Regions from separate parts of the Mus musculus genome. Here all the other regions are linked to region 2. Evidence: chromatin contacts called from public HiChIP or PLAC-seq data. All regions are on one chromosome and are shown on one strand. The core of a region is the stretch at or near the end of the contact, and the rest is flanking DNA. Distances in the headings are between cores, read along the strand shown.

Evidence for each region. HiChIP or PLAC-seq counts read pairs in DNA pulled down with a chosen protein or histone mark.
Region 1: an H3K4me3 HiChIP or PLAC-seq map of embryonic stem cells shows a contact between it and region 2, with 23 read pairs. The contact joins the enhancer-like site here to the promoter of Sh2b1 in region 2. A contact is called at or near these places in 4 of 39 promoter capture datasets (embryonic stem cells, liver, macrophages and 1 more), 2 of 15 datasets of contacts at CTCF or cohesin (both in embryonic stem cells), 25 of 484 Hi-C or Micro-C datasets (B cells, the BV-2 cell line, the Ba/F3 cell line and 8 more), 19 of 115 datasets of contacts at active chromatin or transcription factors (the HPC-7 cell line, the SCID.adh cell line, T-cell acute lymphoblastic leukemia and 7 more) and 4 of 9 other capture datasets (adipose tissue, embryonic stem cells, liver and 1 more).
Region 3: an H3K4me3 HiChIP or PLAC-seq map of embryonic stem cells shows a contact between it and region 2, with 26 read pairs. The contact joins the promoter of Sbk1 here to the promoter of Sh2b1 in region 2. A contact is called at or near these places in 9 of 39 promoter capture datasets (the C10 cell line, the HPC-7 cell line, HPC-7-derived erythroid cells and 5 more), 20 of 484 Hi-C or Micro-C datasets (the AML12 cell line, the HL-1 cell line, cortical neurons and 4 more), 11 of 115 datasets of contacts at active chromatin or transcription factors (the SCID.adh cell line, embryonic forebrain, embryonic stem cells and 2 more) and 4 of 9 other capture datasets (adipose tissue, embryonic stem cells, liver and 1 more).
Region 4: an H3K4me3 HiChIP or PLAC-seq map of bone marrow-derived macrophages shows a contact between it and region 2, with 3 times the contacts expected there. The contact joins the enhancer-like site here to the promoter of Sh2b1 in region 2. A contact is called at or near these places in 1 of 39 promoter capture datasets (liver), 3 of 115 datasets of contacts at active chromatin or transcription factors (bone marrow-derived macrophages, fetal liver and stem cell-derived neural progenitor cells) and 2 of 9 other capture datasets (adipose tissue and liver).
Region 5: an H3K27ac HiChIP or PLAC-seq map of embryonic stem cells shows a contact between it and region 2, with 8 read pairs. The contact joins the enhancer-like site here to the promoter of Sh2b1 in region 2. A contact is called at or near these places in 3 of 484 Hi-C or Micro-C datasets (the G1E-ER4 cell line, embryonic stem cells and nephron progenitors), 14 of 115 datasets of contacts at active chromatin or transcription factors (CD8 T cells, the SCID.adh cell line, T-cell acute lymphoblastic leukemia and 4 more) and 1 of 9 other capture datasets (liver).
Region 6: an H3K4me3 HiChIP or PLAC-seq map of bone marrow-derived macrophages shows a contact between it and region 2, with 2.9 times the contacts expected there. The contact joins the promoter of Sult1a1 here to the promoter of Sh2b1 in region 2. A contact is called at or near these places in 3 of 39 promoter capture datasets (hippocampal neurons, liver and neutrophils), 2 of 484 Hi-C or Micro-C datasets (the AML12 cell line and bone marrow-derived macrophages), 5 of 115 datasets of contacts at active chromatin or transcription factors (acute myeloid leukemia, bone marrow-derived macrophages, large pre-B cells and 2 more) and 4 of 9 other capture datasets (adipose tissue, liver, macrophages and 1 more).
Region 7: an H3K4me3 HiChIP or PLAC-seq map of embryonic stem cells shows a contact between it and region 2, with 22 read pairs. The contact joins the enhancer-like site here to the promoter of Sh2b1 in region 2. A contact is called at or near these places in 3 of 39 promoter capture datasets (macrophages, neural stem cells and stem cell-derived epiblast-like cells), 6 of 484 Hi-C or Micro-C datasets (B cells, the HL-1 cell line, the N1E-115 cell line and 1 more), 6 of 115 datasets of contacts at active chromatin or transcription factors (bone marrow-derived macrophages, embryonic stem cells and stem cell-derived neural progenitor cells) and 3 of 9 other capture datasets (adipose tissue, liver and pancreatic islet).

What each region holds. Positions count from the first base shown.
Region 1 is chr7:126,322,284-126,325,329 of GRCm38.p6, reverse strand. No RefSeq gene overlaps it. Among named protein-coding and RNA genes, the nearest start is that of Gm30928, 28 kb to the left of the region's middle. Within about 2 kb of position 1,384, at least 24 of the 459 cell types and tissues checked have an H3K27ac peak or open chromatin away from gene starts, as enhancers often do. A contact at or near this core is called in the Ba/F3 cell line, the HPC-7 cell line, the SCID.adh cell line and 4 more, where this site is marked.
Region 2 is chr7:126,473,830-126,476,676 of GRCm38.p6, reverse strand. It overlaps Sh2b1 (SH2B adaptor protein 1), which reads left to right and starts at 1,547. Exons shown (of 9, transcript NM_001289541.1): 1 at 1,547-1,681.
Region 3 is chr7:126,271,116-126,273,989 of GRCm38.p6, reverse strand. It overlaps Sbk1 (SH3-binding kinase 1), which reads right to left and starts at 1,494. Exons shown (of 4, transcript NM_145587.3): 1 at 891-1,494.
Region 4 is chr7:126,724,588-126,727,843 of GRCm38.p6, reverse strand. No RefSeq gene overlaps it. Among named protein-coding and RNA genes, the nearest start is that of Coro1a, 21 kb to the right of the region's middle. Within about 2 kb of position 1,948, at least 23 of the 459 cell types and tissues checked have an H3K27ac peak or open chromatin away from gene starts, as enhancers often do. A contact at or near this core is called in bone marrow-derived macrophages, where this site is marked.
Region 5 is chr7:126,343,898-126,346,807 of GRCm38.p6, reverse strand. The region is part of intron 2 of Gm30928 (a long non-coding RNA gene); the gene reads left to right. Among named protein-coding and RNA genes, the nearest start is that of Gm30928, 6.4 kb to the left of the region's middle. Within about 2 kb of position 1,612, at least 19 of the 459 cell types and tissues checked have an H3K27ac peak or open chromatin away from gene starts, as enhancers often do. A contact at or near this core is called in the SCID.adh cell line and embryonic stem cells, where this site is marked.
Region 6 is chr7:126,674,952-126,678,203 of GRCm38.p6, reverse strand. Sult1a1 (sulfotransferase family 1A, phenol-preferring, member 1) reads left to right here and starts at 1,786. Exons shown (of 8, transcript NM_133670.2): 1 at 1,786-1,902; 2 at 2,621-2,760; 3 at 2,851-2,976; 4 at 3,058-3,155. The coding sequence starts at 1,886.
Region 7 is chr7:126,301,041-126,304,161 of GRCm38.p6, reverse strand. No RefSeq gene overlaps it. Among named protein-coding and RNA genes, the nearest start is that of Sbk1, 30 kb to the right of the region's middle. Within about 2 kb of position 1,606, at least 5 of the 459 cell types and tissues checked have an H3K27ac peak or open chromatin away from gene starts, as enhancers often do. A contact at or near this core is called in embryonic stem cells, where this site is marked.

The DNA of each region.
Region 1 (3,046 bases), core at 135-2,634, 150 kb after region 2:
AAAATTAAATTAAAAGTGTATTCTATGACCAGGTGTGGCGGCCATGCCTTTAATCCCTGTACCCATGAAACAGAGGTAGGTGGACCTCTATGGGTTTGAGGCTAGTCAGGTCTACATGATGAGACCCTGCTCTCCCTGTATATACAACCTCTGCACATACATAGACCAGCTCTGGACCTCTGTCACAGTTGCCATCTGTTTAGGAAAAAAGCTGCTATGGTGAGGGATGAGCTGCATTATCTGTGGGTAAAAGTGTTTAGAATACCCTTAGGTATTTTACTGGCTTGTGGAAATGGCCATCTGCCACGTGACTCTGCCCTAACTGCAGGAAACGCCACTGCTCTCTGGAGGAGCCTGAGTAAACACAGGACACAAGATTGAGGGGGCAGCTGTGGGGAAGTTGTCACTTATGCTGGGAAGACTTTCCAGTGATGCAGCTGCTCTGCGATGGACCACACTCTTGTATGTAATCTCTCCCCAGGCTCTGGATAGAATCCTAGTAAGTTCACTGGGTTTTCTACAGAATCTTAGCCACTGCTGAGGGGTAGCTGGTCCACAGGGAAATACTGCAGGTAACCTGGAGAAGACATAGTTTTCTGTATGTGTCTCTGTGAAGAAGATGGCTGCATAAGCCCCTCTCCACCTCAAATGCGCCATTAGGTAAGTTAAAATGGCTTCCAGGTGTGGATTTAGGACAACCAGGGCTACAGTGTAGCAGCCGTAGCAGTACTATTGGTCATAGCCTGGTGTTACTATTTTCCATAGAGGTAATCTTTAATGTTGCTTGTTCCCTTGCTGTCTATTGATTTGGGAGGTGGGCATATAGTGCTTAGGCTCACACAGGGAAGTCAGTGGACAACTTGCAGGAGTTGCTTCTGTCCTTCCACAGCGTGGGTCCCCGGGGATAGAACCTGAGCTGTTTAATTTGGAGGCAAGCACCTTTCTCTGCTGAATCTTTCTGGCCCAAGTAGCTCAGTGTCACATTTGCTTCATGGAGTCCAGAAGAGAACACTTGATTTCTTATAAGCCCAGAATTCTTTTATCACAGTGGGAGCAACCTGTGTTTTTCCACATTTGTTTATTGGTCTCCGGTGCTGGGCTAGTGGTTAGCTTAAGTTCATCCTGTTGGGGCTTTCCAGTTAGCCTTGGGGACATCTGTCTGTCCTTTAAAAGGAGACTCTCAGCAGCATGATAAAGAGGATGGTTTCATCCGGTTTCTGTGATGTCTCATGTTGAAATGTCCTGTAGCTTTATAACGTCTGATTACACCGCCCTGGGCTGCATCATCTTTGAAAATTTCTTCAAAAAATACATGTACATGTACATCTCAGGAACTCTGCTTCTAAAACTCGCTTTCAGAGAGAAGACCCGGTCCAGAAAGGGTAGACGCTGCCACCTGCTGGACAAAGCGAGCATTGACATAGGTACTACTTAAAACGCTACAGAAAGAACCCGTGCCATTTCCCACAATGTATTTTACACTGTCCAACTTTAGACCCGACTCAATTTTAAACCAAGACACCTTAACATTGTCCAGGAAGATCCTGAGAATGCTCCTGAGTAGCCATTTATGGGTTGTCAGAGTTAGTCAGACGTGATATCTCGTATGAAGAAGTGTTGTGGTGTCTGGTCATTGCAGGAGAATGATGTCTTGAGCTATTTTGCAGAGTTCACCTGGGAGAAAAATGCAACATGATGGAGCCCATGGCTAGAACATCAGAGCAGCTTTTTTTTGTTTTTGTTTTTGTTTTTGTTTTTGTTTTTGTTTTTTCGAGACAGGGTTTCTCTGTATAGCCCTGGCTGTCCTGGGCTTTGTAGACCAGGCTGGCCTCAAACTCAGAAATCTGCCTGCCTCTGCCTCCCGAGTACTGGGATTAAAGGCGTGCGCCACCACGCCCTACTATCAGAGCAGCTTTTAAGCAAAAAAGGAATCTGCAGATGACAGGACCCACTCTAACTATAGGACTATGTGGAGGCCTGATTGTCACTGGATTAAAATCACTAATATAACGATATGATCAATAGACTCAAAAAGCCACTTGGTATCCCGGCCATTCTGCCTTCCCTGCCAACACAGACTGTTCGCTTTCTTAAACTGTAAGGCAAAAGTAACCCTTCCTCCCTTAAATTGCTTCTGATCTAGTATTGATCACAATGATAAGATAATAAACTAATGGAGAAGCTGCTGCTAAGCGAGGGCAGGCAGCTGTTATAGGCCTGACCCCGTGGTTTACATCCTTTGGGACTGATTTGTAGAAGGAATGTGGAGGAGTTTGTCACTGTGGGCTAAAGACATCTTAAAAGCTGTTTGCAGAGTTTAATGCATCATTCTGGGGACATCAGGAAGACAGGAACGCTGAGACTGATGTAAAATGTGGAGGATATTTGTTCCTCTGCTCATTGCCACGAGCAAGTCCTTGACCAGAAAGAAGCATTTTAAGGAGGAAGGGTTTAGCTGGGCGTGGTGGCGCACACCTTTAATCCCAGCACTGGGGAGGCAGAGGCAGGTGGATTTCTGAGTTTGAGGCCAGACTGGTCTACAAAGTGAGTTCCAGGACAGCCAGGGCTACAGAGAAACCCTGTCTCAACCCCCCCCCACCCCCCCCAAAAAAAAGAAAGAAAAAGAAAAAAGGAGGAAGGGTTTATTCTGGTTGATGGGGGGGGGGGATTCCATAAGCACAGAGGGGCATGGTGGCAGGAACAGGAGGTCGGCTGGTCATGAACATTGCACTGATAGCCAAGAAGAGGGAAATGAACATTAGTGTCCAGGGAGCTGTCTCCCTCTGACTAAGTCTCAGACGCCAGCCCATGGGACATTGCCACTGACAGTTAAGGGACATTGCCACTGACAGTTAAGGGTTTCTTTCTTTCTTTCTTTCTTTCTTTCTTTCTTTCTTTCTTTCTTTCTTTCTTTCTTCCTTCCTTCCTTCCTTCCTTCCTTCCTTCTTTCTTTCTTTCTTTCTTTCTTTCTTTCTTTCTTTCTTCCTTCCTTCCTTCCTTCCTTCTTTCTTTCTTTCTTTCTTTCTTTCTTTCTTTCTTTCTTTCT
Region 2 (2,847 bases), core at 298-2,797:
TCAGCTAGTTGGCTTTGGAGATTTTTAATTTTTTTTTTTTTAAATTTTGAGACATGGTTTTCATTGTTTATCCCTGGCCATCCTAGAACTTGCTGTATATACCAGGCTGGCTTAGAACTCAGATATCCACCTGCCTCAGCCTCCAAAGTGCTGGGATTAAAGGCATTGCTCCTTACTGCCTGGCTTAAATTTTCCAAAATTAATATTATTTTATCTTATATGTGCGTTTTGCCTGCCTGCGTGTATGTACGTGTCCCTGTTGAGGTCATAAGGCATCAGATCCCCTGGAGCTGGAGTTATAGTCAGTTCTGAACCACCATGTGGTTGCGGGGCCTCTGCAAGAGCTGCTAGTCTTTTAATCACTTAGCTCTCTTTCCAGCAGTGTGACTTATTTACATTTTATTACCACTTTGTTTATGTGTATGTGATGGGGGGGGGGTATCACACATGTGTGGTGTGTGTGCCATGTTCTAAGTCAGAAGCCAACTTTCCAACATCCTTTCTCTTTCCACAGTGGGTTATGGGGAGGGAATTCTGGCTAATCAGGTTTGCATAGAAAACACAAGCACTTTTACTGAAAAGGCATCTCACTAGCCTAATTCTGAAAATTTTATTGATGATCTTAGAAAGAGTGATACTCCTTACACTGAGTTGCTTAACTATTAGGATTTAAATTTGAATCTATGGAAAACCATCTTGCCACACCAAGAAGACTAGAGCCCCTCTGTGGGTGAAAGCGACCGACCGCACGAGTAGAGTACAATCACAGATGACAAGCTATAGACATAATCTTTTGGGCCCTGTCAATGATCCCAATCTACTCTGGCCTTTTCAATTACTTCAGCTGTAGTGACGCTGGATCAATGCGAGCTTGGGTTGCTAGAAGGTATTTGTGCGCAAGGTCTCAACAGCACTTTGTACCTTACTTCGTCATCCCTCTAACTTGCCCTGAAGCCTCTCTTGAACTTCAAGCTCTATCTCTATGTACCTACTGATGACCCGCAAGCATGTCCAAAACTGACCTCACTATTGCTGTCCCAACTTTAGTTCCCGTCTAAGGTAGAGCCCTCCAGGACCACCTTGTCCCTTTCCCCTAAAAGACCAAGGTCGTTAAGTTCAGGCTCCGCCCACTCCACTCGGCCTCCCAAGGTCACCGCTACATCGCTCGCCAGATCCCTGGGGGCGGTGTCCGTGTACCCCTCGATGCAGGGCCAGGCGCTCTAGGCTGCAGCCAGCTCTTCAAAGAGCTTTATCATCTCGCTGATTTCTTTTAGTGGGCGGCTACTCTCTCCGCTCAAGTGGCTTCTCTATGGTTAACTTCTCGCCTTTGTCTAGAATTTGCTTCGGATGACGGACCCAACGCCTTCCCACAGCTGCCTCAGTGGTTCCTTTTAGGTACAACTGCCGAAGCCACGGGAGCTTAGTGAGACCTGTGTTGGCGTAGCTCCTGAAAACCTCGGCGCCGAGAACGATGGCGGAAGTGAATACGAAGGTGCCCTCCTTCTTACTGCTCTTCTCTATGGTCGCTTCCTTCCGCGTCGGGGAACCCGTCCCAGCGCCTGCGCAGAAGCGCGTGCTGGGAGCCCGTCGCGGAGGCGGGGGGCACAGGGAGCGGGAGCTGCGGCCGTCGCCGCCGCCGCCGCTGCCGCCGCCGGAGCTAAGCGCGGGGACCGAGATGCAGGTGGGACCGGAACCGGAACCCCCCTCTTCAAGTGCCTCTTTCCTCTCCGGACTCGACCCTGTCGTCTGAGAAGCCTGGGCGGGGGTGGGCGTGGGGGCTCGGGGCTGGAGGGGTGCTCGGCTCCCGAGAGGGCAGCAGATAGTTGGTCCCTCGGAGGCTCCGGCCCAGGGGCTTGTGGAGGGTGTCCAACGACTAGGATCGGGTCCGAGTGATTAACCACGGGGCCCGGAGGGTCCGAACCTGGAGCGCAGCCTGCACCCTCCACCACCCGCCCTTCTGGAATGTCAGAACTAAGCCAAGAGGCAGGTGCACCGGAAAACTGTGACTGAGCCGTCTTGGCAGAAGAGAAACTGAGTCACCAGTCCAGGAACCGCAGGGTCAGCGGGCCTGAAGGGGGCTGGGTCGGCCAGTAGTGCTGAGGGCTGGGTGGGCCTGTGTGAGCCGAGGTAGCCTCTGGCTGGGGACTGTCTCTGCCGTGCCTGCGCCTCTTGGCCCCGATTCCCCTGTGCTCTGTGACTCCCGCATCTCCTGGCTGCTTCTCCCTGGTTTGGAGTTGTCCCTGTGGTTGGAGCCATCGGAGTATGTAGGAAAGGCCAAGGAGGAAGGGGAGGGGGGGGGGGTCTCTGACTTGCAGCTTGGTTGTAGGCTTGATGAAGAGGCTGGCATCACTGATAGTTTGGGTAGACTTTCCTGAGCCGTCCAGAGGTGTCTCCTTTCAGTCGATCATAGGGCAGGACCACTCACCAAAGAGCCACCGGTTGTAAATTACATATGGAGCTCTGTCACTTTCTAGCTGTGATGTAAGAGTTGGGGCACCCGCAGAAGCGCTTCCTTTCTGGAGCGCAAATGGGACCCATCATACTGTCCTCCCCCATAAAAAATAGTTACAGTGGCAGTGATGTCTTGTGTGCTTACTGTGGAAAGCATAGACATGTTCCTTGTCATTTCATTTCTCCTGACAACTGTAGCAGGTAGCGGTTAGTAACTGTGTTTTACAGAGACAAAAGCTAGGTTCACACAGCTAACAGGTGGACTGAGCTGGGGCTTGAGTCCAAAACTCACAGGTACACTCCCCAGGGAGTGAAAATTCCTGAGCCCCGGCTCCGTGCGATGCCTTACTTCTGTGGCTAGTAAAGACTTGTCCTGACCCAACACACCATCTCTTT
Region 3 (2,874 bases), core at 245-2,744, 200 kb after region 2:
TCCCTGGGTCCTGGGGTTTAGGACATTTGTTGAGGCCCTCTTGATTGTAGATGCTTTGGAAAGCTTAAGCAAGAATCCAGACTCACTCCTGCATCGTAGAGGACACAGTGTCCCAGTCCCGGACTTGGCCCTAGGTGTTCCCCGGGTCAGAAAAAGGGAAAACACTCAGGTTTGCTGTCCTTGGGACTTAGAGGGGCAGAAAGGTGCTCTGACCCGAAATGGTTTCTTCATTCAGGGTACCTCCCTCCCCCAAACTAGCTGTTCACTGAGAGGGCTTGTCCTCTCCCTGTTCTGCAGGGAGCACAAAGAGGGACTGGATAAAGAGCCCCACTGAGACCTGAGCTGGGGTCTCAGAGTCAGAAAATAAGAGACTCATCCTCTCAAACACGCCCCTTCCCTGCCCTCTCAGACAAAGGCACACACCCAAAGCCCCAGCTGTCACCCAGAGCTGCAGAATGCAGGCACCTCTCACCTTTGGGCGCCCCAAATTTTCTCTTTCCTGTGGGGAGGGTGGGTGTCACTTAAGAACTCAGCTTGGTCTTTGGGAGATGATAGTTACGTGTCTTTATTCTTCAAAGGACCTAAGGTCTAAGGCTCCAGGCTATTCCGGGGAGACTCTCCACCTTCTAACCCCTCTCCAGGGCGTCGCAACTCCTCTCTCCCGGGGTCCGAAGCTGTGCCCAAATCTCAGGGTTGGGGTGGAAGGTGGGGGAAGGGAGAGGAGGAGGGGGCGGCTCCTCCAAGCGAGACACAAAGAGACGTCCTTCAGCCTCGGCTCCATGGCGACGCTGAGGAGGGGGAGCGCGCACTCTGGACTTCCTTCCCCACCTGCAGGACTCTAGGGACCTCGGTACCACTCACCTGCCGCCCCTCACCTGGGTCCCACTTACCTGGGCTGGGGCCGCGGGGACGCCGCGGCAGGGGGCCTGGGCGCCGTGTCGATCTTCGTCTGCCCGGCCCGAGAGGGGCTCAGGGCACCACTACCACCATGAGCCGGGACGCTGAAGGCGTCGCAAGGGGCTTGGTCGCCCGGGTCCCGAGGCTTTGGGGTGCCCGCGGCTTCTCGTTAGCAAGAGGATCTTGCTGTCCTAGGTTTGGGGTCCCTGTGTGCCGGAGTAGCGGATTAGGGAGGCTAGCGCCCCAAGCCTGGGTCTCTCTGTGTCTTGAGGTGTGCGGTTGTAGCAAGCAGATCTTGGGGGGCCCGGGTTGGATCGGTCGCTGCGTCCCAGCAGCCGCGTGCGAGGATGGAGGTCACCGCTCAGCCGCTGGGGGGTTCGGGCGCCGCCGCTGCGAGCAGCCCGGCCCTGCGGGCTCCTGCCCCGGCCTGGCGCGGGCTGAGGCTGCGGCTCCGGCTGAGGCTCCCGCTCCGCCCGGCACTCGGGCTCCAGCGCCGGTGCCCGCCCGGGCTGCGCTCCATCGCGGCCTCGCGGCTCCGCCTCCCGCCGGCGCGTACCTGCCCGCCCGCCGCTCCGCCCTCCGCCTCGCGCGCCGCCGCACGCGCCTTTGTCCGCCGCGCCGGGTGCGCGCTCCGCGCACGCGCACTCCCGCCGCGCCCTCCCGCCAGGCGCCACGGGCCTGGACCTCCCCACCGCCGCGGGAGCCGCACGATGCCCCGCCCGCTTTCCGGCCACGCGGGGTCCTAAGGCCCGCCGGTCATTGGCATAAGCTTCTTTTTCTAGGTCAGAGCCCAGGAGGGGGCCAGAACGAGGTTAGAGAGGGCTCGGGGGAGTCACAGAGGGTCACCTGGTCCAGCTGCTTGGTCCCCGAGGGGCTAGACTGTCCCAGACTATTCCAGCCTGTGCTTGTGGGGCGGAGCCTGGATCTGTTTCAAAGAAGAAAAATAAATCCGAGCTCTCCTATTCAGAATGCACTCGCTCATTCAACTACCGGTCCATCTGTTCACCCGCCTGTCTGCCCATTCATCCTTCCACCTATCCATTCGATTTCCAGGGGACCTCATAAGACTACTAGGCTACTCAGAGACCTGGGGTCTGTGGGGCCGTGCAGGGTTCAGGCAGAACTTTCGAGCTCTGCTGTAGGGAGACCGCGAAGTAAGTTTAAGGAAAAGCTGGGATTAAAGGTGTATAGCAGAACGGAAGAAGGGGGTGGGGGGTTCCTGGCTGAAGCAGCAGCTGTGCAAAGCCACCCGGGTGTGAAGAGCTTTGTTCATTAACCGGAAATTGTAGCCTGGATGCAGGTGGGGCGATCGAGCAGAGATGGCGACAGAGTGGGAACAACGAACGCATCCTTCCAGAGGCCCAGTCTCCCATGCAGCATACTATTTTATTCATAGAAAAAGCCCCCGACGCACCCAAAATCTCTCCTCCTTTTAATCTCTGATCAGATTGTTTTCTCAAATTAGCATCCTCTTCCAACCACTCCAGCTGCTGGTAGAACTTTTAGAGCTGGTTATTGCAAACTCAGGTAGCCTTAGGTGGAGCTGGGAAGACGGCTTATTAAGTAAAGTGCTTGCCAGGCAAGCATGAGGGACTTGAGTTCCTCCAGTGCCATGACACCTGTAGTTCCAGCCCTGGGAAGGCAGAAACAGGTGGATCCCAGGGACCAGCCTGATCTGATCCGTGAGTTCCAGTGAAAGACCCAGTCTCTGAATAAATAAATAAGTACGGGAGGGGAGAAGGGGAACCAAGCGAGATGCTGCTAAAGACCAGGGTTCAGGCCCCCAGGACTCAGCTATGGCTGGGCAGGTGTAGCAGCCTAGAATCCCAGCATTTAGGAGGCAGACAGGATCCCCAGAGCAAGCTGACTAGCAAGACTAGCCGAATGAGTCAGCTCTAGGTTCAAGTGAGAAACCATGCCTCAATTTGTAAAATAGAGAACAAGAGAATCAACCTCCGTCTGCACATGCACACACAT
Region 4 (3,256 bases), core at 699-3,198, 250 kb before region 2:
CAGACAGTACCAGAAAGGAAAATCCCCTCAGCACATAATAATTAACTGTACAGAACAAAGAAGGAATATTAAACCCTACAAGGGAAAAAGACTGAGTAACATATAAAGGCAGACATTTTAGAATAACACCTGACCTTTACCTGGCAGTGATGGCACACAACTTTAATCCCAGCACTCAGGAGTCAGAGGCAGGTGGATCTCTGAGTTATAGGCCCGTATACAAAGTAAGTTCCAGGACATCCAAGGCTACACAGTAAAACCCTGTCCTGAAAGAACAACAATAACAACAAACCTGACTTCTCAAAGGAGACTGTAAAAGCCAGAAGGACTTTGGATAGATGTTTACAAACTCTAAGAGACCATAGATGCCAGCCCAGAATATGATACCCAGTAAAACATTCAATCACAAAAGATGGAGAAAATAAGACATTCCATGATAAAACCAAATTTAAGCAATAGCTATCTACAAATCCAGTCCTACAGAAGGCTCTAGAGCAAAACTCCAACCTATAAAGATTAACCACACTCAGGAAAACAAAAGAATAATCTCAGACCAGCAAATCAAAAGAGAGGAAACACACACACACACATCACTACTACCACTACAAGAATAACAAAATAACAGGAATCAACAAACAAGCTTATGTAGCCATTTTAATATCTGACAAGACAGACTTTAAACCACACTATTCAGAAGGGGAGGATACTACACACCCATCAAAGGAAAAATCCACTAAGAGGACATTCCAGTTTTCAACATCTATGGACCAAGCTCAAGGGCACCCCACTTCAAACCAAACCAACCAACCCCCAAAAACTCACTACTATATCTTAAGTCACATATTGACTCTCATACACCAATACTGCAAGACTTTAGTTACCGCTCCCACCAGTACACAGGTCATCTAGACAAAAACTCAACAGAAATGCTGTTGCTAACTGACCTTCTAAACCAATTGGACCTAACATATTTACAGAACATTTCCCACAAAAAACAAAAGAATATATCTTCTCCGCACCTGACAGAACTTTCTCCAAAACTGACCACATGCTCAGATACTGGGAAACTCCTATAGCTGATAAACACTTCCAGCAAACTAGCTGGATACAAAATGAACTCACAAAACTCAGTAGCCATCCTGTGTACACACAACAAGTAGACAGAGAGAGACAACGCCATTCACAAGAGCCTCTAGTGATAGAAAATATCGTGGGGTAACTCTAACCAGGCAAGTGCATGACTCATGCGAGAAAAACCCTAAGACGCTGTAGAAAGAAACTGAAGAAGATGTCAGAAGATGGGGAAGATCTCCCACGTTCATGGATAGGTAGGATTAATATAGTAAAAATGACCATCTTTTTTTTTTTTTAAGATTTATTTATTTATTTATATGTAAGTACACTGTAGCTGTCTTCAGACACTCCAGAAGAGGGAGTCAGATCTCCTTACGGATGGTTGTGAGCCACCATGTGGTTGCTGGGATTTGAACTCCAGACCTTCAGAAGAGCAGTTGGGTGCTCTTACCCACTGAGCCATCTCACCAGTCCAAAAAATGACCATCTTGCCGAAAGCAATCTGCAGAGTCAATGCAGTCCCCTTCACAATCTCAACACAATTCTTCGCAGATCTTCAAAGGGCAATTTTCAGCATTAAGATCACTAATGTACCTCATTAAACTGAGCACCTTCTGCACAGCAAAGGACAGTGTCATTTAGACAAAGCAGCAGGCTACAGAATGGGAAAAATTCTTTTTTTTTACCAACTCTATATTCAATAGAAGGCTAATATCCAAAATATATAAGGAACCTAAAAAACCAAGGTATTGAGGAAACCCTTCTCAGATTGCACCAGCTCATGTCCATCCTTGCTGCTCACAGTCTCAGGATCAGCTGCAGTCTGTGTAGGTCTTCGGTCACAAGAAGATAGGCACAGCTGTGGCACACTGCAAATGGGGAAATGGGTGGACAGACGTCCCCTGGAGATGATCAAGCTGTGCGTGCTGCAGGACAAGGTACTGAGGCAGTTCTGCTTCTGGGCAAAGAGAGATTTGCTGGTGTGGATGTCCGGGTTCATGTGAAGTGTGGTGGTCATGTGCCCCAAATTTATGCTATCTGACAGCCCATCTCCAAAGCCCTGATGGCTTATTACCAAAAGTACGTGGATGAGACCTCTAAGAACGAGACTAAAGATACCTGACAGTGGTCATAAATCCAAAAAGTTCCGAGGTCCTGGTGCCCACACTCCATACTAGAAATCTTACTCTTAAGTCCAACTAGAGGATCAAAGTTTACCTTTGTAATAAACATCCTAGGATTGAAACAAAAACAAAAACAAGACAAAAAAAAAAAAAACCCAAATAACTCAATTTAAAAATGGTGTGCAGATCTAAACAGAATTCTCAAAAGAGGAAACTCCATGGCTGAGAAACATTTAAAGAACCTTTCAACATCCTTAGTCATCAGGGAAATGTAAATCAAAACTACTTTGTGGTTTTATCTTACACCCAGCAGATTGGCTAAGATCAATAAAAACAAATGCTGGCGAGGATGGGAAGTTAGGGGAACAATCACCCATTGCTGGTATGAGTGCAAACTTGCCAGCCACTGTAGAGATCAGTGTGGTGGTTTCTCAGGAAGATGAGACTTGAAGACCTCGTGACTCAGCTATACCACTGTAGTGGTTTGTATATGCTCGGCTATGGGGCATATACCCAAAGGATGCTCCATTCTACCTCAGAGACACTTGCTCACCCATGTTCATTGCTGCTCTTTATAATAGCCAGAAGTTGGAAAACAACTTAGATGGCTGTCACAGATCAATGGATGAGAAAATGTGGTACATTTACACAACAGAATATTATTCAGCCATTTAAAAACTGAAATAATGAAATTTGCAGGCAAATGGAAGGAACTAGGAAAAAAAAAATCACCCTGAGTCAGATAACGTAGACCCAGAAAGACAAATAAGTAATGTATTAGCTTACGTGTCAATATTAGCTGTTAAGTCAATGATAACTGAGCCACAATCTATATAATACCACAATAGTTAGGTATAGAGTAAGGGACTGGAGTGTACAGATAGATCTCCCCAGGAAAGGGAAATAGAATAGATAGTTATGAATGGATGGGGAAGGAGACTAGAACAGAAGACTCCAATGGAATGGGGAAGGAAAGAGGGAGGGAGGGAATATGAAGAGAGACAGATATAAAGGTATCTTTTTTTTTTTTTTAACTAAAAGACCTGATGATTTTATTT
Region 5 (2,910 bases), core at 363-2,862, 130 kb after region 2:
AATGTCAATAAACACCAGAGGCCAGGCGTGCTGCCATACAAGTTTGATGCCAGCACTTGGGAGGCTGAAACAGGAGGACTAAGAATCTGAGTTCACCCCGAGTGACAGAGAGAGGCTCTGACTATGCATATATTTTATATTTTCATCTGGTATAAAGCTATTGAGGGAGAGTGATGAGGAAGGACTATAAGCCAAGTTGAGGGCCAAGCTGAACTCTCAACCAAGGCAGGCAAGTGAGAACAGTAAAACAACAGATAAAAAAGAAAAGAACATTTAAAAAAAAGCAGTTCACAAACAGCAAATAAATACACAACAGATTCTCAACCTCACCAGAGGCCAGTGAAATGCCAATCAGAGCACCAAAGGGATGCGTGCAGTCCATTGGGAAGAAGGAAATCAGTCGGCTGTGGGTGTGTGGGGAGGCGTAGCTTTTATATTGCTGGCAGAAATGCTGAAAGCACATGGATATATATGGTGTGGTATCATATGCATGTAATATTAGCAATAGGAAAGTGGGGTAGAGGGCTGAGAGCTAAGGCTGGCTGTAGAGAGAGACCCTGTCTCAAAAAAAAAAAAAAAAAAAAAAAAAAAAAAACAAACCCCAAAACCAAAAACAAAGCGAAACAAAAAAACCACAACAAACCACACAAACAGCAACAAACAAAGGTGGTAAAAAGAATACAGATGTTAGTACTGTTGTGTTTTATAAAAAGATAAGGAAGAAGAAATATGTTTGGTGGATGTGTAGTCAGGTGTGGGGGAAGGAGGTGCCTCTGTGGACCCATGCTCAGGCGTCCCTTCCCCCTGAGGGACCAGCCACACGAGTATATTATAGAATAGAGTTTATTCAGAGCATGGGCAGGGGAGTTTAGAGGGTAGTGGGGGGGGGGGGAAGGGGAGAGGAGGGGAGGGGAGGGGAGGCCAAGAGCATGAGGAAGGGGCTAGAGGAGAGAAAACAAGAAGGGAAGAGCAAGAGAGAGAGGAGGGGGCAAACAGGCTCCTTTCATAGTGAGTCAGACACACCTAGCTGTTGCCAGGTAACTGTGGGGCAGAGCCTAGACAAAAGGCTAACAAGTATAGACAGACCAGACACAAAGGTCGCAGAAGGCATTTTGGGAATTGATGTGGCAATAGCTGATGAAAGTTTTTTGGCAAACTTTCAGATATCTTATAGACCATTTATTAGAAAACTATAGGGATGGGCTGGTGAGATGGCTCAGTGGGTAAGAGCACCCGACTGCTCTTCCGAAGGTCCAGAGTTCAAATCCCAGCAACCACATGGTGGCTCACAACCATCTGTAACAAGATCTGACGCCCTCTTCTGGAGTGTCTGAAGACAGCTACAGTGTACTTACATATAAATAAATAAATCTTTAAAAAAAAAAGAAAAAAAAAAGAAAACTATAGGGAAAAAAATGTAATCTACGAAAACAAGAGAAACCTCAATAAGAAGCAAACAGTTCCTGGTTGGGACCTGGAGATTCAACGCAGGAAAGAGAAGAGGCTGCTCAGGGGAGGATTCGGAGAAAGGAGCCAAGGTACCACGGGTGTGGGGGCAGGTGGCTCGGCTCACGGCAGGCAGGAGGCTGCAGCAGAGGTTTCTCAAGATAAAATTTGCAAACCAGCTAATCCTGCTGAACTGAGCAATGATTTAAATAACTGGCAGAGGGCTCAGGGTTGAACTAAAAGTAAGTACATTGCTATTCTAAGAGGATAAAAAAACATCGAAATAAAAGCATCCCGGGCTCGAATTACAGCTTGGGGATGCTCTAAGGGTTGGTCTTTAGTTGTCCATGTTTGGCTTCAGACTGGGACTAGAGACGGAGGTGCACATTTTACACACCAAAGCAGACCTGGCCTCCAGGTTCTCCCAGCATTCCTCAGTCCCTCCTGGCATATCCTGCCCCCAGGCTTGAACTTTCCAGTCTAAGGGGCTGGGCTGCCTTCCCCGAGAGGTTCTCCCTTATATAATTGCTGACATTTTGGGTCCCCCTTCTCTCCCTCTCTCTTTCTCCCCCTCTCTCTGTGTGCTTGCTCTCTCTTCTTCCTCCCTCCCCGCCTCTCCCTGGTGACTCCCCTGGCCTCAGTCTGTGAACTCACTGGAAAGCAGCTTCCCAATAAACCTGCCTTTAATATAGTCGAATCTGGTTTGAATTGGCTCATTTTACCTCGGAGAAATAACCTATCAGTCATATTTAAATACAAGCTTACCAGATAGCCCTCTGTAATGGTGCCCTGGGATTTTCTTTAAACTCGATTGATTCTGTAATGGAAGTTCTCTGTAAATACATACCTATTTCCTGAGTGATCAAATTTTGGCTTAAGGCAAACCCAAGGCCTACGTGGGTCTGCCCTCTGTGTGTATATATTGTGTGTTAGCATTTCTTCTAGTCTCTGCCTCACAGTTATCTGACAACAGTCGGGTATACCTGACTCACTATAAAGGGGGCTGCTTGCCCCCTCCTTACTCTCTTCCTTTTCCTCTCTTACCCTCCTCTCCCCATTCCTCTACCAGCCTTTCTCCACCTGTTCATAGCCTGCCTCCTCTCCTTCCCTTTCCTTCCCTTCCCTTCCCTTCCCTTCCCTTCCCTTCCCTTCCCTTCCCTTCCCTTCCCTTCTCTCTCTCTCTGTCTCTCTGTCTCTCTCTCTCTTCTACGCCCTCAACCTCCCTCCCCATGCCCTGAATAAACTATTCCATACTATATCTGTCGTATGGCTGGTCCCTCAGGGGGAAGGGATGGCTCAGCCTGGGCCCGCAGAGGCACCCCCTTCCATCTCACCATACCATGACTCTACCACACACATACCTGGCTCTCTTCTTTCTTTCTTTCTTTCTTTCTTTCTTTCTTTCTTTCTTTCTTTCTTTCTTTCTTTCTTTCTTTCTTTCTTTCTCTCTCTCTCTCTCTCTCT
Region 6 (3,252 bases), core at 537-3,036, 200 kb before region 2:
TTTATGTGTCATGTAGCAGTCAGTTCTCTCCTTTCATTGTAAGAGTCCTGTGGATTGAACTCAGACCATGAAGCTTGGCAGCAAGTGCCTTTACCATCTGAGCTATCCTGCTGGTCCAAAGCTGGACCCTTTGGTCTTTATTCTTCTTTCTCCCTGCTTCAGTGGCAGCAGGTGTACCAGCAAAGCTTTCCAGTCTGTAACCTGCGAGCAAAATGTTGGGAAAGATACAGTTCTGAGCTGCAACTCAACACTGTCCCTCCAGCGATGCGGCTCTGCTGGTGGCCCTCTGTATAGGTACCAAGTTCTGAGAGGATCCCCTCTCCACTGGTACCAGTTCTCTTCATAGGTGCATGCTAGTAGATCCCATGGCTCTAAGGCCTGGCACTGGATCCGAACGCCCACCCACAAGAAAAAAGATGACATAATATATGAATATATACATTCATACCTGCAATCTTAGCCCTTGACATGCTGGAGCAGAATTGCCACAAGATCAAGTCTACCCTGGATTACATGGTGAATTCCTAGTCAGCCTAGGATCCAGTATGAGACCTTGTCTCTGTCAGTTCCAAAGCCAGCATTCTTTAGGATCTCTCGAAGCAGTTCTCCTCTACTAAAGGAGCCATTCCCTTATTCTGGCAGAAGGAACAGATCTGTGGTACCTATTAGCACACTAAAAGGCATGCTGGCATCTTGGCTCCTCTCGCTCCCCTGGCCCAGAGGCTCCCTTTCTACCAGCTTCTCACTGTCCTATAACCCAGCTATCTCAGCTACGCATCCCCCAACCCCACTCTCCAAGTCCTCGTCTTTGTCTTCATCTCTTGCTATCCCATGCCCAAACCCACTTCTCATGGCCAAGTCCAGTTTTCTGGTCATATTCAGTCCACTTCTTTCTCTCTGGACTCTTCCAGATCACTATGGCTGAACTCTCCCTAGCATCTACAATAAAATCCTCCCCTCAGTCACACCTCGGAGTGGTCCTGTCATCAGTCTACATAGTCTCAAACAAACACAATTTCCTCTAGAGAAATGGGAAGTCTTGTCCTGATGCCCAGCTTTGCACAGCTCTCCTCTGAGATGACAACTCTGTAAGGGTCAGGAGGTGCACAGCTGTGGTACAGGAGCCTCTGCAGCCCCAGTGCAGCTTGATATTGCATCTTCACTCCAACAGCAGACAGAGGTCAAGGGGGCACTCCTCACTCCTGGAGGTGTGTCTCTCCCAGCTGCAGCCTCTTGTCTTTGCAGAGGGTGAAAATCTTTCTAGGGACTGATCTCCACCAGTCACGTGTGGTATTGGATGAGGTAGACTAGAGCCATGAAGGCAGGGGCACCTTCCAGGGCCTTTAGACTCACACTCCCATGAACACCCCTCCAACTCTGTTGCACCTCTAGTTCCTTGACCTTGCTCCTTCCCATCATTCTGGACTTTCCCTGACGTCAGAGGTTCCAGGCATCGCTGTGGTTGCTCTGATCGAAGCCCAAGGTGTCCTCAAGACTGGCTTGGAGCCAGCAGGTGTCCCCATCTGGCTACTTTCTTCCCTATGCCAGAGTGGGTTAATTAGAAAAGTCCCATTGTTCTACCTTAAGTTTAGGTAAGTTAGGAAGGAGTCAGAAGCAGAGCAAAAGAAACCCACTGTCCATGCTGTGGCCTGATTGGTGTTTTGTTTTGTTTTGAACAGGCTAAACCCACAGTCCACAGTATGGTTAACAGAACCCTGCCCTACTCCACCTCCTCCCCTTTTTGTTTCTGGAGAACAGCCAGTCCTAGCACTGTTTCCACTTCCTCCCACTTGGGACACAAAATCTCCAGCTCAAAGACCAATTCTGCATTCCCCACATTGCAAAGCCTACACAAAGATCCCTACCACTGAGCACCGAGGGAGGCATGGCTCAGAACCCCAGGTGAGTGGCAGAGTGGGGTGGCCACCTTGTCCTGCCCAGATACTGGTTCCACTGCTCTTCAAGTGCCAGCTAGTCCTTACACTTTGATTAGTCTGCCTGACTGCTGCCTGGGCCTCTAGCCTCTCTACTTTCTCCATGCATACCCCACCTCAGAAGAGCAACTGTGGTTTGTCTGAGTTCCCCTCCGCTCTGGCTTGTTTTAGAATCCTTTTTATTTTAGTAGAAAGTTTCTCCCTACCTTGCAACAAGCTTAATAGCTAAATTGGTTATATTTGTCTCAGAGCAAAATAGGATATCAGTTCTAGATGGGCTGAGGCATTTCTGAAGATAACAGGAAGTTCAAGGGGAAAAAAATAGAGAGAGGCCATGGCCTGAAGCTGCACTAGGAAGTAGTGAAGACTCGGCTGGTGCCTGCCGTTTTCTCATGTATGAGCTGGAATATCCTAGGAAACAGCACACATTGGACTGATTCTACCTCAGAGTGTTTTAATGCCTGGACTATGTATGCTTGGGCACTAGGGACATGGAACAATGTTCCACAGGTGATCAGACATAGCACAGTGGTGACTTTTGGTGGAGATAGATTTGCCTTTGATCCCAGATCTACCTGCCACTTTGGGGGGCTCTGCCAAAGCCCCAGGATCCCCGTCTTAAATCATTTAACACATGGTACTGTGGACTTGCTAGAGAAGTGGGTTTTACTCTGTTCTCAATGCAGCAACATGGAGCCCTTGCGTAAACCACTGGTGCCTGTGAAGGGAATCCCACTCATCAAATACTTTGCGGAGACAATGGAGCAACTGCAGAACTTCACAGCCTGGCCTGATGATGTGCTCATCAGCACGTACCCAAAGTCTGGTGAGCGAGCAGTGGTCCCCACCACACACACACTTTGGTAAGCAGGTCAAGACTCTGAGCCTCGCTCACCTCTTGCTCCTCCCTTTCCAGGTACTACCTGGATGAGTGAGATCATGGATATGATCTATCAGGGTGGCAAGCTAGATAAGTGTGGCCGGGCCCCCGTCTATGCCCGGATACCCTTCCTTGAGTTCAGCTGCCCAGGGGTCCCCCCAGGTATGTGCATGGGGGTGCTAGAGACAAGTGGAAAAAGGTAGGACCGGGCCCCAGTTTAACAAAGTTCCTTGTTCAACTTAGGTCTTGAAACTCTGAAAGAGACACCAGCCCCACGGATCATTAAGACACATCTGCCCTTGTCCTTACTCCCTCAGAGTCTGCTGGATCAAAAGATCAAGGTAAAACCAACCAACTAACAGAAAACCCCAGTTATGGTAGTGCTTTTCAGCATGTGGGAAGTAGAGGCAGAAGGACTGGGGGCAACTGGCTACACAG
Region 7 (3,121 bases), core at 357-2,856, 170 kb after region 2:
GAGGATGCTACCGAGTGCTGAAGCTTGAGGTGGATGAACACAGAGTCAGGAAGGGTTAAACAGAAGCCAAGACTGTAAAGAAGGCACATGGGCCGGGCAGTGGTAGCACGCACCTTTAATCCAGGCAGATTTCTGAGTTCGAGGCCAGCCTGGTCTACAGAGTGAGTTCCAGGACAGCCAGGGCTACACAGAGAAACCCTGTCTTGAAAACCCATTAAAAAAAAAAAAAAAAAAAGGCACATGGAAACCCACTACCTTATACGATAATCTTAAAACACAGCTTTTTAAAACGACTTTGAACAGAAGCACTACACATGGGAGGATATTACCAACCCCAGAGACCATGGGTTACTAAACAACAACCCTTGTAGCAGATATGGGAGTTGCTGGCCATAAAGGCTCCAGAGCTCCTACCGAGCCACCAATGGCCATTACTCTTGATTGATCTCCAGAACTGTCTGATAAGAAAATGCAAACTGCAGAAGACACCACACATGCTGGTTGGAGAATATGCTGGAACTGGACAGAAGCCTCCCCTCACTGATGGTTGGCTACCCTTCACAGGACTGGAAAGTGCTATCAAGGCAGCTGGGGGAGAAAACCCAGAAATCTTTTTTTTTTCTAACTTGGAACTTTACATGCTACAGTGCCAACTTGTCAAGCTCACTGGTGCCATGGTGACATGATGGTTAAGGGGGTGACCTTATTTATTAATATTAATCACAGTATTTTTTATTTGATCTGAGTCCTGGTCCACAGGAGGGACTTCGTTCCTAGTACTGAACACATGGTTAGGGGCTAAGAAGAGAGGTCATGGCACTGGGGCTGAGTCTGCTTAGTTTTGCTAAGTGGGTATGCTGCCAAGCTGCTTCCTAAATATTTATACATACACCACGGACTAGTGCTACCATCAGCCATGACCAAAGAAGCTTCTCTTTGTTGCAATCAGTGGTTAATTCAGAAATCTGTGGCTGGTTAAAGTGCTGAGAGCAAGTGACTGTTGAGTGTTCCACCTTAAATAGCACACCCACATCGCTGTTCCACCTTAAATGACACACCCACATCACCAGCTCCAGGGATCAGGGGACATCACAGAAGAGGGTGCAAAATGAATATAAGATCCAGACCGGAGGGAGGAAGGCCATGAAATGCTATCTTATGATATGGATTGTGACACTCATGAACATCTGTGGCTGTCTGCGTAGGACCTGCACAAGCACAGCCTGCAGACAAGGACAGTCACAGACAGAGAGAGGCTCGTCGGACTTTGTCCCACCCAGGTAAGCTAATGGGGTCAGGAAGTCAGTATCTTCAGTAGTGTACCCTCTGATGAGTTACTATTCCAAGGGGCAGCTCCACACCCATGCCCATGGTCATAAAGCAAAATCTACACAAAATGACAATAAAAAGAGATAGTGGAGCAGGTGTATGACCAGAATGCATTGTTCCCATGTATAAAATTGTCAAAGAAATTCTAATTTTGAAGATGGGGGCTGGGAAGCTAGGTGGGTGAGTAAGAGTGGCTGCTCTGCAGACCCTCAGCACCCACATAGAGGCATGGCTAGTGTCTGCAATCCTAGCACTAGGATAAGCGGCAGGCAGATCCCAAGAGCTCGCTGCCCAGCCAGTCTATCCAAACCTGATGACCTGGTACAGTGAGAGACCCTGCCTCAAGGCCATAAGGTGCTCGTGAGAAAGGAAGTCCTCTGAGGTGCTACGCACACTCCAGTGTAGTCTGCTTGACAGGCTGAGAAGCCTGGAAGCACTCACAAGGCAAAGAGTTTCAGAGAAACTCACCTCCTGGAACCTTGGCATTCTCATAACCTGTATACTCATACCCTATCCCCGCGTTAGTCTGGTGTATGGATCCATGTGCTCTCTTTTAGTATTATTTTATTATAAGTGCCCTTTAAGATTGGATTCTGACATAGCTAAGCCTTCGCCAGTGTTCCAACGTCCCAGAAAATCCTTGAAGCCGACAAACTTGGAATTCAGTAGGAATTCAGTAAGAAGGTTATCTATTCAGTAACATTCAAATTTACTTCTAGTAGAGAAGGTGAAACTAATTAGGCATTACAAACAACGGAGCCGGAATAGCTCAGGGCTGATCTGCAGAGTGTTTACTTGAGACAATAGTCAGTCTTAGCCAGACAAGGGAATACACAATGGCCTAGCAAATAGGTGGGTTTACCATGAAAGAGTTAGGGAATCCCCCTGAGACAGGTTTCTTCACTAGGCCCAAAGAAACAGCATAAATCTGGTATTTACTAAGAACCCCTGGTGGTGGGCTTAACAATAGACTAGCATTACACCTGGCTCCCTTCTTAGTGGCAGTGGCCTGGTCCCCACCTTCTTTTGATGTATATATTCCTTATGTTTTGTGTCACTGTAACTCAGCGGATGTATATGGTCTGGTTTCTTGTTATTCTTCTGTATAAAAAGTTCGATGCTCGACCTGACAAATTACATTCAGATTCTACACAATCCTGTGCTGCGTCCGTGTCTGTCTGTCATTCATTTCGCTGACTCCTTGTCCACCTGCAACTAGAGACCTGTTCTATGCAGACAAGGGACCACGGGGGTCTGAGGCACTGAGTGGCTGCTCTTGCCACCGTATGCACACACAAGCATGCGTAAGGAACACATGCACAGTCCTTTAGGGTCAGTGTATAAACAAATGAAGTAAAGGTGGGCTGGAACAGAGAAAGAGAAAGAGCAGTGTGTCCATTCCCTCAGCAAGGCTGTGGGAGCTGCGGATGGGGGAGAGCAAAAGGTGAAATAGAAGAAAGGTAAAAGAGTGGAGAAGGATGCTATAAAGAGGGAGAGGAGAAAGGAAGAGTGGTACATGCTTTTTCAGCAACCTAGTGCTACCTGGGAAGAGGGAACGGGCTGAAGAACTGCTTTTATCAGATCAGCCTGTGGCCATGGCTGTGAGCCTCATCTTGACTGATGGTTACACCTACGGGGGTGGCACCACACCTGACAGGTGGGTCTATGCTGTACGAGAAAGCTGGCAGAGAGCAAGCAAGAGCTAGCCAGAGATGGAGCCCGTCAGCAGTCTTCCTCCTAGGTTTCTGCTGCCATTTCCGGCCTTGAGTTCTCTCAAGGAAAGACTGTTACC